Linked DNA regions of Rattus norvegicus: region 1 is linked to region 2. A link is a contact called in public Hi-C data. All regions are on one chromosome and are shown on one strand. Each heading gives the region's core, a stretch centred on a gene start, on an enhancer-like site or on the middle of the called end of the contact. The rest is flanking DNA. Distances are from core to core; before and after follow the strand shown. Region 1 holds the start of Stard13 (StAR-related lipid transfer domain containing 13). Region 2 overlaps Stard13 (StAR-related lipid transfer domain containing 13).

What was found. A called contact is a pair of places that touch in the nucleus more often than the background predicts.
Region 1: a contact with region 2 is called in a Hi-C map of hepatocytes, with 1.7 times the contacts expected there. The contact joins the promoter of Stard13 here to the enhancer-like site in region 2. A contact is called at or near these places in 2 of 12 Hi-C or Micro-C datasets (hepatocytes and kidney).

What each region holds. Positions count from the first base shown.
Region 1 is chr12:5,567,020-5,572,319 of GRCr8, reverse strand. Stard13 (StAR-related lipid transfer domain containing 13) reads left to right here and starts at 2,129. Exons shown (of 14, transcript NM_001109060.1): 1 at 2,129-2,402. The coding sequence starts at 2,234.
Region 2 is chr12:5,465,594-5,470,728 of GRCr8, reverse strand. All of the region lies in intron 1 of Stard13 (StAR-related lipid transfer domain containing 13), which reads left to right. Among named protein-coding and RNA genes, the nearest start is that of Trnap-agg21, 7.9 kb to the left of the region's middle. Within about 2 kb of position 3,033, at least 3 of the 93 cell types and tissues checked have an H3K27ac peak or open chromatin away from gene starts, as enhancers often do. A contact at or near this core is called in hepatocytes, where this site is marked.

The DNA of each region.
Region 1 (5,300 bases), core at 880-3,379, 100 kb before region 2:
GTGATGACTCCTCACATCTGGCTGGATGCCCCCGTTCTGGACTGTCAAGCTGACATACCCAAAGTAGAGTCTCAGTCCCACGAGAGCCAACGCTGATTCTGTGAGCTCGGCTAATGGCATCTGTTACTGTGTTCCGGAGTTTAACGTCTTCACTGTTCACACAGCCGCTTCTGACTTACCAAGCTTTACACACACACCTCTGAACCTTCCACAAATCAATGGAGAACAAACTCCTCAGATCCCAGCAAGAACACAAAGCAACATATGATCCTGTAACATTCTCCCCTTTTCTGCCTGAAAATTATCTTGCCTCTTTTTGCATAGTCATCAAATGAGGCTCATTCGCTATTATCATGAGAGAAAGTTATAAAAATCAGGCCAGCAAAAATTTCCACATGGAAAGGCACTAAATGCTGATGAGGAGGAGTTGGATTAAACCTTTTAAAAAGTTTGCTGATTTTATGCGTATGCCTATGTGCCTGAGTGTATGTGTGTGTACCAGCGACAGACACCAGAAAAGGTTATCCGGTCCCTGGAACTAGAACCCTGGGCCCTTGCGAATTGCTATTTGGTTGCTAGGAATCCCACCCAGGTACTGTGGAAGAATAGCCAGAGTTCTCAGCCGCTGAACCATCTCTCCCCCTCCCAGTTAAACTTTCTGCTCAAAGTGTTTAGTTATTAGCTAGGCTAGGTTTCATTTTAAGTCAGCCAAAAGTAAGACCAATCTCTTTCTCTCTCTCTCTGTGGTGCACACACACGCTTCTGAATCCAAAGAATTCTATTCGTTCAATTCCAGGCTTAGAATTCATTAAGTTTTCTACCTTTTGTTGTTGTTGTTTGGTGATGGTGATGGTGATGGTGGTGGTGGTAGTGGTGGTGGCGGTGATGGTGATGGTGATGGTGATGGTGGTGGAGGGTTTTTTGTTTATGTTTGTGCTTGTTTGTTTGCATCAACCACTTGTAAAGAGCAAAGAGCTGGGGAGGAGAAATTCTGATGGCTTGCATATGGCTTCTCAGCTATGGTTAAACTGACTAGCAGTTTCTTTACCCACACCCTCTGGCTCTCGTGCCTGTGGATACAGAACTCTCCTGCAGAGAGAGCTCTCCCCAGCTTCTCCTGTCAGAACTCCTGGACTTTGTTTCTGTCATGGTTTTTTGGTTTGGGAATTTTGGTTCTGTTTTTTAAAACCAGTCTCTCTGGCTGGGTCTGACTTGTTACCACCCCTCCAGTCAGAAATAATGTTGTTCGACTAGCATTATGCTAGTCTCCTCTCTCGTGTTCTTTTTAAATTGAGACATATGCTCTCTATAAGCCTTTATTAGCACTTACTATAAGTTCCCACTAGTTCCCCGTGGACCAGCAGCCTACCCAGGATCTTTGAAAGGCCACCTGCATCCTGTGTAGTGATTCTTGGCAGCGGCTTCCATATGACTAGTACTTTGCAGTTGTTTAGTGGTGATGAAAAACTGGAGGAAGTGGACAAATTAAAGGAGCAGGGCTGGGTGTTCAGGTTGTCTCTTTAGGTCTTCTCTGTAAGAAGAGCATCTTTTCTAGCTCCCCTGTCCAATGGTGGTCCCGAGGGTCTTTATTTACCCCTAGTGTCAACATAGGATTCAAAAGTTTGTTTTTTTTTAGAAACGTTTTATTTCATTAATTTCGTTGTGATGAAGGCTAGTATTTTATCCCCAGCGACCCGTACTTACTTTAAATGGTGTATTTCAAATACACAGCTGCAGGTAACACGGCTACCTTCTTTTGTTTTTTTTTTAATTAAACCTAGTTGCCGCTGACTTTAGTAAAGCCAAAAACTTTGTCTTTCATAACCTCAAAAAGTTCCTACGCCAGGGCGTGTTCGGCCCCTCCTGTCCTCTCTGTGTCCCTCTCCTCTCTCAGCTCTGGTGTTGGGGGGGGGGGGCTTGGTGAGCCCCAGGCGCTTCTAATTCTCTAATAGCTATTAGCATGAAGGATCTCAGCTGCTAGTGCAGCCTCGCGGTCAGCTTTGGGCTGATGGAACACGCCCAGTACTTTCTCCTCCTCCTGTGATTGGCTCCCGAGGTCACGTGAGAGCCCCGGAGGGTTTGGAATTCTGACTTGCGGCTTTTGGCACTCCTTTTTCTTTTTAAAAATCGCTGGGTCTGTGGCTCTCTCCTGGGGCTTGGTGTCTTTGCCGGAGGCTGGAGACAGCTGCGAACAGCCACCGGCAGCTGAGGTGGCAGTGGAAACTCTCCCGAGATGTTCAGTCAGGTGCCCAGGACGCCGGCTGCAGGCTGCTACTGTCTAAATCCCTTGACACCTGAGAGCCAGGAGATGTACTTGCGATTTGATCAGACTGCCAGACGCTCTCCCTACAGGATGAGCCGGATCCTAGCGCGCCATCACCTAGTGACTAAAATTCAGCAAGGTGAGTTGCGGGCACTGCCAAGGTGCCGCTTATTTCTGTTGGCTCCGTCTTTTGCTACTTGCAAAGTTATTGTTTGCACTGTACACCGCACGGATTCTTATGCCACGCTGCGTGGAATTCTTTCAAATAACTTTAGACCTCGATTCTAAGCAGTCTGTCACAGCACTGAGCGCCGCCTAACTCACAAAAATATTTCCAGCAGGACGTGAATCATGAATTCCTAATCCTCCATGTGTCAACAGAGCAAGTGAGGAAGGTTTACTCAGTGTGTGTCTTGGGGAACTTTTCTGCAGGTAAACTCATACTCTGGTCACATTTAAAAGTGGACACTTGTTTGTTTAATTGGGGAGAGAGCAGAGAGCTGGTGGCTAATGCCCAGGGTTTATAGTACATCTTCATTGAAGGAAAACACCGGGAATCTTACCTTAAGGCCATCGGACTGACAACTTGAATTACATTCTCTTCCTGTCTGTGTGTTTGTGTGGATAGTTACCACTGATTTGTTGACATGGCTTTCTTGCTAAAGGATAAATGTGACTCTTCACCTCAAAACAGAGCCTATGAGTACACACCCTTAGCCCTGGCTTCCTAAGGCAAGTTGACAGTACTGATTCAGACTAACTGATCCTTTTCTATTCTCGGGGAAAAAAATTAAAAACTCTTGTACCCTGAACATTAATAAAACTCATGATTTTTTTTTAAGGCTTAAAGCTTAAAACATGTCCCTGTGTGGTAGAAATCCAAAGAATGGGAAGTGAGCCACTGAGCTGGTAACCATTTAAAAGACAGACACATCTATCCACAGTCAGTAAATAGTCACCTCGCTCCTAACTACAGACCTAACTGAACCATTACATTGGCCCTACCAGGAATTTCAAGAGCTATTATGAAAACAGTTCCCAGTTAGATAAATGAATTTGAGATTATATTGAATTTTAGAGGGGAAGTTAAAGTCTCTAATCTTAAAAGATCTTACTGTAATGTCTCCAAAAGGAACAATACATATTCTAGCAGCGGCCTTTAACGAGATTGTCTCCTTGGAAATCGGCATTTGTTTGGGAAGGTTCAGGAACTGGCTATGTGTGAAGGATACTGGGGCCGCATACCAGTCTGGTTTCAGGAAGGATATTAAGTCACTCCATGAACTCTGTGTGCAAGTCTCACTTGAATAGAAACAAAAGTATCCCTGGTGGCTGGATTTAAAAATACATTCAGTGCAGAGTAGGAACCAGCTCTGAAGTTTTCTCTTCAGAAACTTCTTACCGTGGGGGTGTGTTGGGTATTAGGTATATGATCCTGTAGACATTGGGACTTAGTAAGTGACGGGAATCTGTCATATGCAGGCTGTACTTGTTTCTCCGCGTGTGTATAAAGGACGTATGTTAGAAACAGCATGTAGACCTACATGAACTGTCTTCTTTACATGTAGTGTCAGCCACTGACACGTTCTTTTGGGATAATGGTTACTCTTGGTGAATTACCACCGAGAGTGGGTCATTCTTTATACGAACACCGTATCTCTGTCTGTGTTTTATTTCTCATATTTAGAACCTGGGAGGCAGCTCCTTGTTTTTTATGGTGTAATGGAATGATTGGGGTGAGTGGATTCCTAAAGGTTAAAAGCTACGGGTAGGAAACAGGAAAGGGTTCCTACCCTCCAGTGACTCAGAACTCATGATGGGTTAATATCACACAATGTTTCCTGAGCAGATATAAAGTGATTTTTTTTTTTAAAATTAGATATTGATAGATTGGTTTGGGGTCACACCACGGGATGTTAATGGAGCATGTGCAACCTATCAGGCTGTGAGAATTATGAATGCTACTTTATTCTCTCAAAAAAAAAAGTGCTTCTAGTTAGTTGCCACTTTGGATCCATTCTAAAGATGAGAAAAGAGAGGCACACGCCATTCGGAGCCTTACAGGAGAGCTGGCATTTGAACACAAATCCTGAGACTCATGCTCTTCCATGTACCGTACTGAGCTTTGGTTTTTATAATGAATGCTAAATCAAAGGCTGGACCTCTAGTGGGTTTGGGGTGCTATAATATACCAAAGACCGTGCAAGTACAGACAGCAAGCACTCCATGAAAGAATCCGAGTTGGCTCCTCCTCCTCTGATTTCCAGTCAGGCTTTATTCCTAGAGTGGGAGCGATGAGTTTGGTTCTGTTTGAATGGTTAGTACCCAGTAGTACAGGATACCTAACAACCTTTAATTATCCAATTAAAGCAGAGTGCATATAAAAGTTAGTGTATTATATTTGTATATCTGTGTCATAAAATGACAGCCACCAGCAGTAAACGTGTACCAGCATTCTCCTTTAGGTCTTTTAGAGAAACTTTTGCACTAGATCAACGTAATTCTCAGCACCATGGCTACGATTGCTTGTGGCTGGTAGGAAGAGTACAGAGAAGAGTCAGTTGCTCTCTGATGACCTCATTCTAGAGAGCTAATCAATGGCCACGATTCAACAGCAGATACACTCACGGGGATGGAAAAAAGGGAGGGGGGAATAATGAAACCGTTGATGGTGCTTAAGATCTGAACTGGTACCCGAGACGAATCTGAGCTTGCTTGTCTTACCGCACACTCCAAAACATGCACACGTTTTTCTCTAGCCCCTTACACAAGTGCTCTGTAGTTAATTTCATCTCAACAGAGAGAGGTTTAAAATGGAGAGCCATGAAGCAGAGAATGGGCTGGAAGTCACACCGCTCTAATCCCTGCCCCTTCCAACCCGTTCTTACTGGAATCAATTGGGAAATTGTTGTGGGAGAAAGAGAAAAGAAACAATAATGCTTGGAGGACCTCACTACTTACTCCCCTCACCAGGAGGCACTGTGGAGAGGGAGAGGGGGAGTGGGGGGGAAAGGGGGGGAGAGAGAGAGAAAAGAGG
Region 2 (5,135 bases), core at 1,784-4,283:
GCGGTGCACACCCACTCCCGGGAGGCAGAGGCAGGCGGGTCTCCGTGCACTTGAAACCAGGTCTACAAACCGAGCTCCAGGACAGTCAAAGCCGCTACACAGAGAAACCCTGCCTGGAGATGGGGGATGGGGAGGTGGAGAGGCTGGGAAGATAAGTTAAATGTGCTGCCTACTCTTACAGAGAACCTGGGTTCAGTTCCCAGCACCCTTAGGGCACCTCACAACGGCACACAGCAGCCCCAGAGGATCCAACGCCCTCTTCTGACTTCTGTGAAAACTGCATTCATGAGAAAAACACTCACACACAAGCACACATATATTATAAAAATAAAATAAATCCTCAAAGCAAAGAATGGGTGACGGAATATTATATCAGCAAGTGACCGTAGCTTTGGAGAGAGAAAGACACTCGCTCAGAGCCAGGGTCTGTTCTGACGGACTGGAATTAGGTGCCATCGAATAGCATGTGTCTCTGAACTCCCAGGTTTCACCCTCCTAGGGTCACTACCTTGCTGACAGAAGTGTGTTTGTTATGAACCAAGAAAGGGTTACTTAGAACTATGGTAGATAAAACAGGTGTTTATAAATTGACTTGACGCTCTGAAAAATGTAATGATTGGTGATCTTAAGTTTGCCCTAGATAACCTGTATTTTAGCTTGCCTTCATTACTTAGAATATCATATAAAGAAAATATTATACTGAAAAACACACTTGCTACACACACACACACATACACACACATACACACCCACACATACACACACACAAATACACACCCACACATACACACACACATACACACACATACACACCCACACATACACACACACATACACACACACACACACACACACACACACGAATCATTCAGGTATTAAAAACATCAAAACAAACTTAATACAGATTCACAAAAGTGCAGAAAAAATAAAATAATGGATCCTGACATCAGGCGAACTTGAGGGTGGAGAAAACTGTAATATGGTGCCTATACCTGTAATTTAGTTTATAAAGTCCTCCTGGGAGACGGATCTGGGGAAGCAGGAGCTCTGTGTAATCTTAACGAGCACTTTGTTCACGACCATACAGAGATGAGACGGATAGCCCGGCATTAACTCGGACAGAACCCGCCTCATATCTGACCAAAGAAATAAGCACTTAATAAGCAGGAGCCTTCGCTCGAGAAGTTCTCTGTAAAGGCGGAGGCGTGATTTAAGTAATGTATCTGTCATGAGCCTAACTCGTTGGTATGAATTGTCCTAAACTATGAGCCTGTTGAGATCTTAACACCTTCCAGATACCATAATCCTGGTAATTGGATAATTGTATTTAAGGAGACATAGCGCGGTAACTGAGCCATCCCTCACGGCTACTAAGATCTTTACAAACATGATGCACAGTATGCTTGCCCGTTCACTGTGAGGAAAAAGCCAGCGGTCCCCAAACCCACCTCCCTGAATCACTCTTGTCAAGGGGTTTCATGAACAATTAGGAAGTAGCTGCTTCCCACTGGAGCCAGCCGGTCTGTGAAGTTTGCAGGAGATTTGTAAGGACAGTGGACATGTATATGCCAGTAATAAAACTCCAGTAGTAAAGCCCTCAGTAGAGGAGCCCTGGTTCCTTCTCGACAGCCAGTTTCCTGATAATCCATTCTAATGTGGCCCTGGTTTGAATTGTTGGTTATTTAGAAAGACGACGTAAGGCCTTTGGGATAGCTGGAGAAGACTGTGTGTTACATACAGCACATTCCCTCGAATGTACTTAGAGCACTTAGCTCAGCTTAGCTGTTTCGATGGGAGCACCAGTTTAAAAAACACAGTAAGTCTGTAACGTGATAGGAACTCTGCAAACTCGTGCAGCAAACCCTTGGAGCTCAATAAAGCTCTTGCCTTGACTGGGGTCATCCTGAGTCTGGTACTGCCGACAGTTTGCACCTACGTCGCCAAGTAGTATCTCCTTTAAGCAACATTGTGTAAGTCTCCTCCACCTCCCTAGAGGTTCAGCTTTCTCCACTGTCAGTTAGCACCAGGAAGGACTTACTAAAGTGTTTTCTCTTGGCTACACTGGTCGTTATAGCCCACAGCAAAATACAACTTGGTGGTATTCCAATATCACATATTTAAGAAATCGTTCCCAACAAAGTAAGTTTCATGTTTTTATAAATAACATCATTATCTGGGAACATACTCACAGTGTATAATTATGCTTGTGAGTAGCAGTCAAGCTAAGATATTATGATGTCACTACTCAGGTGGATAGCATACATTAAATTATGTGTTGGTGATGGGACAAGACTTAAGTCTACTTTGATTGTACCTTTTGGGTTTTCTTTGATAATGTTTTTAAAACTGAAAATGTACAATTATTTTTTTTAAATTATACTATTCTATAAAAACATATCACCAGTCAGGTGTTTGTGTCTAGGGTGCCCTCGTTCTCATACCCATAGGAACATACAGCTTTCCAGCACTGTTGAGATCGTCCCCACTCCGAGAGGTCCCCATGTCCCCACCCCAACTAGGCCTGTCTCTGAACAGATTCCCTGACTCACTCTAAGCCAGAAGCTTAGGTGAGGAGTCACTTGGAGCACAGCAAAACCGGCACCCAGTGAGGATAAAAACAACTGAGCCAGAGCCCCTGACTCCCTGTCAACGCACAGACAGGTCACACAGGAGAGGACCCAGCCCCAAACAGATGCCGACTGAACTTTCTGCAGGAGCCAATCAGAAGCCTGCTTGCTTTCTGTTACTAAATGAAAAGCTGAAAGGCAAAGTTGTTTCCAGCCCCCAAATGCAGTTGACATGAAACCTTAGGGTTCGTCGGTCCACACTGTGAGAGGAGGAGGCTTTTCAGGAACACGGGTGATGTGTGGTTTGGGAGTCAGGGTGGTCGGTCTCCCTTAAACCAACCAGAAGAGGTTCCTCACATAGAAAAGAGGTTCCGCTATTAGAACTGGACAGTGTTGACTCATCCTCTATCCCTAGTGCCCCAGCTGTGTTCTCTGTCCTTTATCCCTTTATCCACTTGGGAGCCGGCTCTGTTATCTGATGCAGAAGCTTACGTCTGTTGGGTTCATGTATGCACAGGGCTTTGGGCAGCCTTCAAAAGAACATTGCACAAACTTAGGTAACCGCTGTAGAGTTAACTGACATTATTACCTGGAACATTCACAAAACCGATATGGGAGGAGCTGGGAACAGGGCTCCATTGGGAAAACACTCGCCGTGCATATTTGACCTCAGTGGTGCACACCAGCACAGAGACCGTGGAGGTGGAAAGGTCCCCAGGGCTGGCTGGCCAGGTAGTCTAGCTGAATGTTGAGTTCTTGATTCAGAGAGAGAGTCAGACATTGTCTCAAGCAACCAGGCAGACGAGCATAAAGAAAGGTCAACCTTAGACCTCCACATTCTCACACTTGTGTGTGGGCGTCTGCACACGCACGCATATGAGCACACATGCCCACACAGCTCCTCACTTAATTCTGTAAAAGTCCTGTCATGATACCTAGCCAAATGTATCACATTCTCCCCAGCAAAGGACAATAATCCCTTTGGTTTCTCTTCCCATTACTTCAGGTACTTGAGGTCTACTTCATAGACCATTGAACAACAACATCAAAAATAAACGAAATAATTCAGGAGTCCCAGAGGGCCCACTGTATCACCCTGGGGGTGGGAACCGCCTTTCTATCCCACGTGGGCACACCGTATGTGTTACCTGTCTGATAATCCCTTGGAAGCCATCTTAGTTATTGAATCAAAATCGTGGCATAATCTGGGTTTAGACTACAACCTGGATTTCAGCATCCATTGGGACTCTTGGTTCACGGGTTCCACCCCCATGGCATGTGTTCCTTTTTTTTTTTTCATCAAGAGAGTTGCAATGAGTTGATGCGTTCCTGGAGCGGCTACAAGGGCAGGTGAGGGTGTCAAAAGGGAACAAACAGAACAGTCAGATGTGATTTTAATGGCGCTGAATGCTTTTATACCATTTCTATACACTGATGGTTACGCATTAACACATAAATGTCCATGGCTTTCCTCACTGAGTATCATTTAAATCCTGTTAGATAGAGCCTTGTGAAATGACGCTGGCACTGTGACTTCCTTCTAATTTCCCTGTGTTTGGGCCACTGCAAGGGCCCTGCAGAAGCAGCATTTGTCTGAGAGGCATTAGAGGGGACTGTGGGTGAGCCAGAGACATTGTAAGACCCCTCTCCAATTCAGCTCAACAGTCAAAGTGAAATTTCATGGTGGGAATTAGACAAGATGGTCTTGTGGCTGGTTGGTGGGTTTGTTTGGCTCTTTGACTGCGATCAAGACTGTAGGCCACCAGCCATCACCCCCTTCCATTTTCTTCGTTTTCTTCGCATTTTCTTTGCCTGCCAGGCTGCCCGATACTGCAGCTTTTTTGTCCTTTAGATGGATACAGTCCCTATTGTTACATAATGACCATTGTCTCTTGATACATTCTAACTCTCCCTACTATTAGGGTAGAAATCTCGGCTCCCGGCCGGAAAAACCACAACAGGCCAACGTGGTTCCATGTGGAAAGGTTTAAGGGGAGAAGAGGAGTAGAAGAGGAGAGGAGTAAAGGCCGGCCATGTGGAGGGAAGTGGGGAGGGGAATGGGGAGAGAAGGGACAAAGGGGAAGAGGGAAAGAGCAAGAGAGCAAGAGAAGAGGATGAAGAGGGGGCAAACAGCCATTTTATAGTGAGTTAGGCATAGCTGACTGTTGCCAGGTAAATGTGGGGCGGAGCATACCTGGCTGTTGCCAGGTAACTGTGGGGGTGGAGCTTAGACGGAATACCAACACCTACTCTTCCGGTTTCCACTTACCTAACATATTAGTAACTTATCTCATAATAGTGACAAAATTCCTGAAAGAATAAATTTTAGGAAGGACCTGCTTTGCCTCACAGTTTGAGGGGAGCTGGCTTGGCATGGTGGGGAAAGGCCTGCTCATATCTGGACATTCTGGGGAGCACAGAGATCAGTAGAAAAGAGACTGACCTATAACCCTAGTGCCAACCCCCACTCCCCAACCCCCAGTGATCCACCCCCTGCAGCTAGGTCTCACCTCCTAAGGTTCTACCACCTTCCAAAACACTGCCACCACGTGGGGACCAAGGGTTCAT